Regions from separate parts of the Capra hircus genome. Here region 2 is linked to region 1. Evidence: chromatin contacts called from public Hi-C data. All regions are on one chromosome and are shown on one strand. Each heading gives the region's core, a stretch centred on a gene start, on an enhancer-like site or on the middle of the called end of the contact. The rest is flanking DNA. Distances are from core to core; before and after follow the strand shown.

The links. Hi-C and Micro-C count contacts between places; a contact is called where the count stands out from the background.
Region 2: a Hi-C map of blood shows a contact between it and region 1, with 2.1 times the contacts expected there. The contact joins the enhancer-like site here to the promoter of ADCK2 in region 1. A contact is called at or near these places in 3 of 5 Hi-C or Micro-C datasets (all in blood).

The regions. Positions count from the first base shown.
Region 1 is chr4:16,421,478-16,424,458 of ARS1.2, reverse strand. It overlaps ADCK2, which reads left to right and starts at 1,535. Exons shown (of 8, transcript XM_005679526.3): 1 at 1,535-2,467. The coding sequence starts at 1,535.
Region 2 is chr4:16,535,133-16,538,113 of ARS1.2, reverse strand. DENND2A (DENN domain-containing protein 2A) reads right to left here. Exons shown (of 19, transcript XM_018046863.1): 19 at 1,857-2,200. The coding sequence ends at 2,169. Among named protein-coding and RNA genes, the nearest start is that of MKRN1, 39 kb to the left of the region's middle. Within about 2 kb of position 1,538, at least 3 of the 5 cell types and tissues checked have an H3K27ac peak or open chromatin away from gene starts, as enhancers often do.

The sequences.
Region 1 (2,981 bases), core at 286-2,785:
GTAAAGAGGGAGGGGTTATATAGTCTGGCAAGGTACCTGAGAAGGATCAAGGCAACAGTCTTGCATTCTTCTTCTGCAAAGTTTCAAAAGGGTGAGGTTGCTGACAAGGTTAGGGTGTGCAGCGGCTTGGATGGTTAGGTCTCCTAATTCTTGAATACCCTTTAATCGTGCCTCAGGTGGTTTCCTGGCTGCTCCTCCCTTGATTAGCAACTGTTCTGCCCTTTGGGACTCAGAGAAGGTCATGGAGGCTGGAGTCTTGCCTACAAGAAATGGGGGACAAAGAGACCTTCATGTCCAGGAGCCCCGCAGGGCATCGTCCCCATTGTTCCCTTCTTTCATGGTGAGATCTTCCTCAAAAGTGATGAGCCTGCAAGGTCAGGATGTGTGTTTCCATGTTCCCAGGACCTCGCACGGTAGATATTATTGAGCCTCGATAAATATTAGATGGAGTTTAAGAAATATAGACTTGGTTGAATGAATGATCACTCTTTCCGGAGCCACAGCCCCGGGTTCAAACACGTTCCCCAAATCAGGGCAGCCTGGGAATCTCGCTGTCCAAGGACAACACCCCCCACCCAGCTCCTCCCACCACCCTCCCGGTCCCGCTCAGTTGAAAACCAGACCTGTGTTCAGGAACCGGCTATCAATATCCCCGGCATTCCAGCGTTTCCACGCTCTTTGTAAGGAAAGCTACAATGTCATTGGAGAGACAGAGGCACAGTGGAGAGACCGGGTGTGGAGGGCGCCTTTGGCGTTAATTCTATTTGTGGGACCCCAGGACCCGAGGGCCGGGTGAATCTCTGCCGGAGTCTGGGTCGCGTTCGCTTTAAAGGGGCGGTTCCCGAGCCGGCGGGCGGGCGGTCCCGGAAGACGCGCTTCGCGCGGCCTGGGCTTCGGGATCCCTGCTCCCCGGCCCCCCCGGGTCCGGATCCCCGGTCCTCGGACCCCCGGCCCCTCTGGGTCCCGATCTCCGGTACTCCGCTCCGTGACCCTCCGCTCCCCTTCCCCGCCCCTGGCGCCCAGACCTCCAGTGCCCTTGGGACCTCGGCTCTCTGGAGCCCCCACCCGACTCCTCCCCACCGCGCGCTCGCTGCCCTGGTCCTCGACCATCGCGCTGCCCCCGCCCCCGGCCCCAGCTCTCCACCCCTCGCCTTATCTGGTTCTTCCTGACCCCCATCAGGCTCTCCGCACCGCGGCCCTCCGATCGGTGCCCCTCGCGCCCCTCTCCGCGCAGCCCTGCTGCGTCCTGGCCCTCGGCGGGTGCACTCTGGCGCCGGCGGGCGTGCGCGGTGACCCTGCGGTCGCCCGGCTCCGTCTCCGCCCGCGCGGCCACCTCGCGCAGGTCACGTCCCTGTCCTGAGGACTGCACACGGGCGGCCAGGTCTGCGCGCCCCCTTCATCTCGCTGCTGCCCCGCTGTTAAACGGAATACTCAGCGGAGGCCCGGACTCATGTCATCCTTGCGGAAAGAAGGAACATAGATGGGCCCTCCTTAAGTGGAGGCAGGCAGCCGAGGCCGTGACCTCTGGGAGAGGATGGTGACCCCCTGGCGCTTCTCTCTCAGGGTCTGCTTGGCGCACTTGAGAGGTTTTGCGCTCAGAAAGGAACTCGGCCTTCTGAGACCCTCTGGGGGCTGTCGCAAGGCTAGACTCTGTTGGCTTCTGCTTGGCACTTTGCCCAAACTCGTCTCCACCTGTGAGGACATTGGCAAGGGGGCTCCGGAGAGCGTACGTCGACAGACCACCAGTTGGAGTGACCTGGCTGAAAATGGGCCGCTGGAAAGAGTCCCTACGGAGGGGCGGCTGGGCTGGCTCCTCCTGCACGTGCGCATCTGGCTCAGAGCAGGGGCTCTCTTGGTGAAATTCTTCCCCCTCCTCCTGCTCTACCCCCTCACCTATCTGGCTCCCAGTGTCTCCAGTCTCTGGCTCCACCTGCTTCTGAAAGCCACCGAGACCTCGGGCCCCACCTACATCAAGCTGGGCCAATGGGCCAGCACTCGGCGGGATCTCTTCTCAGAGGCGTTCTGCGCCCAGTTCTCCAGGCTGCACGTCCAGGTGTCGCCCCATCCTTGGACTCACACCGAACACTTCCTGCGCCAGGCCTTTGGGGAGGATTGGGAGAGGGTCCTCTTCTTTGAGAAGCAGGAGCCAGTGGGTTCCGGCTGCGTGGCCCAAGTGTACAAAGCGCGAGCCAATCCTGCCTTCCTGGAGAACGACAGCATCCAGAGACTGGCTACGGCCTCCAGACTGCAGCTCTCCTCGGAAACTGGGGCAGCTGGGGGGCTGGGCGAGCTCTCTGGACGCCTGGAGAAGGCGGGGAGGCCTCAAGAGAGTCTTGCCGACCAGTCGTTTGTAGAAAGGCTGCTCTTCCCTAAAGCGGACCTGGTTGGATCCAATGCATCCTTGTCTCAGGCTTCAGGGACCGCCCATGAACAGGAGCCAGATCACCTCGTCCCCGTGGCCGTGAAAGTAAGTGTTCTGATGTTTGCAGCCAGGCCTCCCATCTCTAAAACCTCACCAACTCCATGGGGCTACCCAGGTCAGGATACAACCCTTTGCAAATTACCCCACGGTGCCTTCCGTTGATTTCTTTCACCTTGACCATTATCTGAGTACCTGTGACACACAAGCTGTTTGATTTCTTGGCTTGAAGGAGAGTGATGCGAATGGCCTGAAAAAGGAAGATGAAGAGGCTGTGGAGTTGGCTGTCTCTGCGGGGGGAGGACCCATCATCCATCCAGCTGACCTCTTGGCTCTGGGGTCAGGATAAATGGAAGACAGACTAGGTTAGGTGTTACTGTGGCAAGTCCAAGAGGGCAGCGTTCATTTTTACATCAGCTTCCTTCTCGGTTCATTTCCAGTTACCCCTGCCCGGCTCCATCATCTCTCCTCTCCACACCTTTCCATCCCTGATCCGAACACCCCCAGGAGAACTAGCGGATCCTAGTAGCCAATACCCTGGTGCTCTCACCCTCACAGAAAA
Region 2 (2,981 bases), core at 289-2,788, 110 kb before region 1:
ATATTACATAGCCATTGGAAATGTTGACAAAAGTGTATATTTACTCATTGAGAGGTGTTGAGTAAACAGTATAATATGAAATAAGTTAGAAAAGAAAGTATATACCAAAATATTAAGGAAGTGATCATCTTTGGGCAGAATATTGGTGTTAATAAACTAATCTGAGGCGCTTGTTACAAATTCCTGAGTCCCCACACCCAGAGATTCTCTTTCAGTCTTCCCCAACCCCCAACCATACATATCTATACACCTAGGTAATTGTTATGTTCCTATCCTTTTGGGGGGCCTTGGACCCTTTCAGATCTGATGTAAACTATGGATTCTTGCCCCCAAAACGAATGGACACACCAAATCTTGGATACAATTTGGTGGACCATGACTTTAGCTAAGAACCCCTAGTACGGGGTGAAAGGTTGACCTCTCCTCATTTTCCTCTTGTCCTTTTCTCGGAAGACTCTTTGCTCCCATCTCCTTAAAGGTCAAGAACCTCTGCCGGGCAGCCCAGGCCCCAGGGTCATTGCCAGGGTCAGAGCACACTCCTTTTGCGTGTTTTCGTAGGGTTCCTGGTGCCACCCAGAGGGAACCCGCCTGGTGGGTTACTAGGCAGTGGGTTGCCGGCGGGGGAGGCCCGAGGCCTGCTTTGAGAGCGTGCCTGTGTTGCCCAAGGCTCTCTTCCCACTGGGGCAGGATGGCGCCCCCTGGAGTGCAGCCTTCTCCCACGCCTCCTGCTTCCTCCCCTCGCTGTAAAAAGTTTTGATGCTCCTTTTTTTCTCACTTTTTATTTTGTGTTGGGGTATAGCCGATTAACAAAGACATGATAGCTTCAGGTGAACAGTGAAAGGACTCAGCCATGCATAAACACGCAGCCATTCTCCCCCAAACTCCCCTCCACCCAGGCTGCCACATAACACTGAGCAGCGTTCTCTGTGCCGTACAGTAGGGCCTTCTTGGTTATCCACTTTAAATATAGCAGTGTGTACACGTCTGTCTCCAGCTCCCTAACTGTCCCTTCCCCCCAATCTCTCCCCCACCTCTCCCAGCAACCATAGGTTCGGTCTCTAAGTCTGTGAGTCTCTTTCCCTTTTGTAAGTTCATTCGATCATGTATGTACCCAACGTTGATGCTGCTTCTTGATGACAACAGAAGCCCCTCCATTCATCCTACATGTGTGGCGTGTACGACTACACATGCTGTTCTGGGCCCTACACGAGATGAGAAAATCTGCAGTAAAATAGGAATGGCCGTGGGTTGCGGACTTTAAGGTGAGCAGCATCATAAACTTTAGGGCCCTAAGAATATTTTATTAACATCTTACGAAGAGAGAGCCTCTTTTTGTGTATACCTGTAGAAGTGGTGGAATCCCGGGCAGGGGCGCGCTCTGCAGCCTCTGAGGGAAAAGAGGCCGTCCAGGAGAATCAGGACCATTTGGGACCACAGGCGTTGGTGACGTGACGACAAGCGGGCTCGGCCAGCAGGTGGCGTCACCGGCCGGGCTGAAAGAGCTGTTCAACCCAGGAAACCAGATCCTGCTGCTGTCCCGTCCTCCTTTCCAGCACAGACCGCACTCCACTCCCTGCAATCCCTTCCCAGAGAGGACTCCCGCCCTGACACCCGCGGCGTGGGGTCTGCAGTGCCCGCGGGTGTTGCCACGGTGTCTCTCCCTTGACCCCCCAATCTGTCCCCAGTTCTGCCCCGGGGAGCATCTCGGTTCCAAGTCCCTGGGGGCAGCTCCTTCCCAGTCTCCTCCCCTTGGCTCCAGCATGAGCTACCAGGCAGGATGAACCCAGGAAAGGTTCATGACACAGGACACGACAGCTGTCTTAGCCTTGGCGTAATAAAAAGAAAACCCAAACACGTTTCTTCTTCTTCTTTTTTAATATCTAAGATTAAAAAAAAATAAACAAACGCCCCGAATCCAACAAACCAAAACAATCCCTCTGAACGTGCCTGGTCCCAGGTCCCATGTCCAATGCTGTTCTGAAGAAGCTGCCTGCCCGCAGCTCTGGGGTCCTGTCCCTGAGGACACCCCAGGGGTGGGCGGAAACCATCCAGGCCTTCATCCCAGCACCTGGGACAACCAAGGACCGGCTTCTCAGGAAGACTGCCAGGACTGTTTTTAAGACGTGGTTGCCCTGGGAGGAAGTTTTCCCTGGATTCTGGGTTGAGGGCTATTTCTTGTGGAGAAACTTCATTTTATTGCCTAAAAAAGAAAACGAGAACATTGCACCAGGCAGACAGAGGAGCCGAGTTAAAATCCTGCCCTTTTCACACCAGCTGTGGTGTGGACAGCTGGGGCTCCCACACCGCCCCCGAGCTTCACCCCAGGGCCCAGGAGAAGTTGGGGGGGATCCCCCTGCCTGCGTGCCCCCTGCTCTCCTCATGCGCCTCCCCTGTGAACAGGGATCTTTTGAAGGGAAGACTGTCAGAGCTGCAGGCTGTCAGTTGCTTCTGAAATGATGACACAGGAAGCACGGACTGTCACGCCTCCCTGGGAGCCCTGAGGGGGACAAACGCAGGCCCAGCCTTGCAGGAGGTCGGTGGTCCCTTCCCAGGCACCAGCCCCCCGGGTGAGGCTCTAAGCGGGGCCGGCCTCACCGCAGCTCTTCCTCACTGGGGCTTGCTCCCTCCCTCTCTCATGCTTTTTGCTTTCTTCTCCTCCTCCATTTCCTAGTAAGGGCCTTTTTTGCCTGGTTAAACTGCAGTCCTTACTGAAATTTTTACATTTCCACTATTCAGCATCATCTGGAGACTGGCCCAGGTCTCTACCTCCAGGCCCCCTTCTCTGGTTCCATTCATCATATTTCTAAGCCCCACTCCCCAAAAGACTGAAGCTGTGGGAGGTAAGACTGAAAGAAGAGCAATGCCGTCAGGGCCCAGGAGGGTAGGGAGAGGGCCGTGTGTCCTTAGCTTCCGCTCCGGGGACAGGGCAGGACAGGAGGGTGGTAAGATGCCAACTGGGCCCAGTGGGGCCTCAGAGGTCA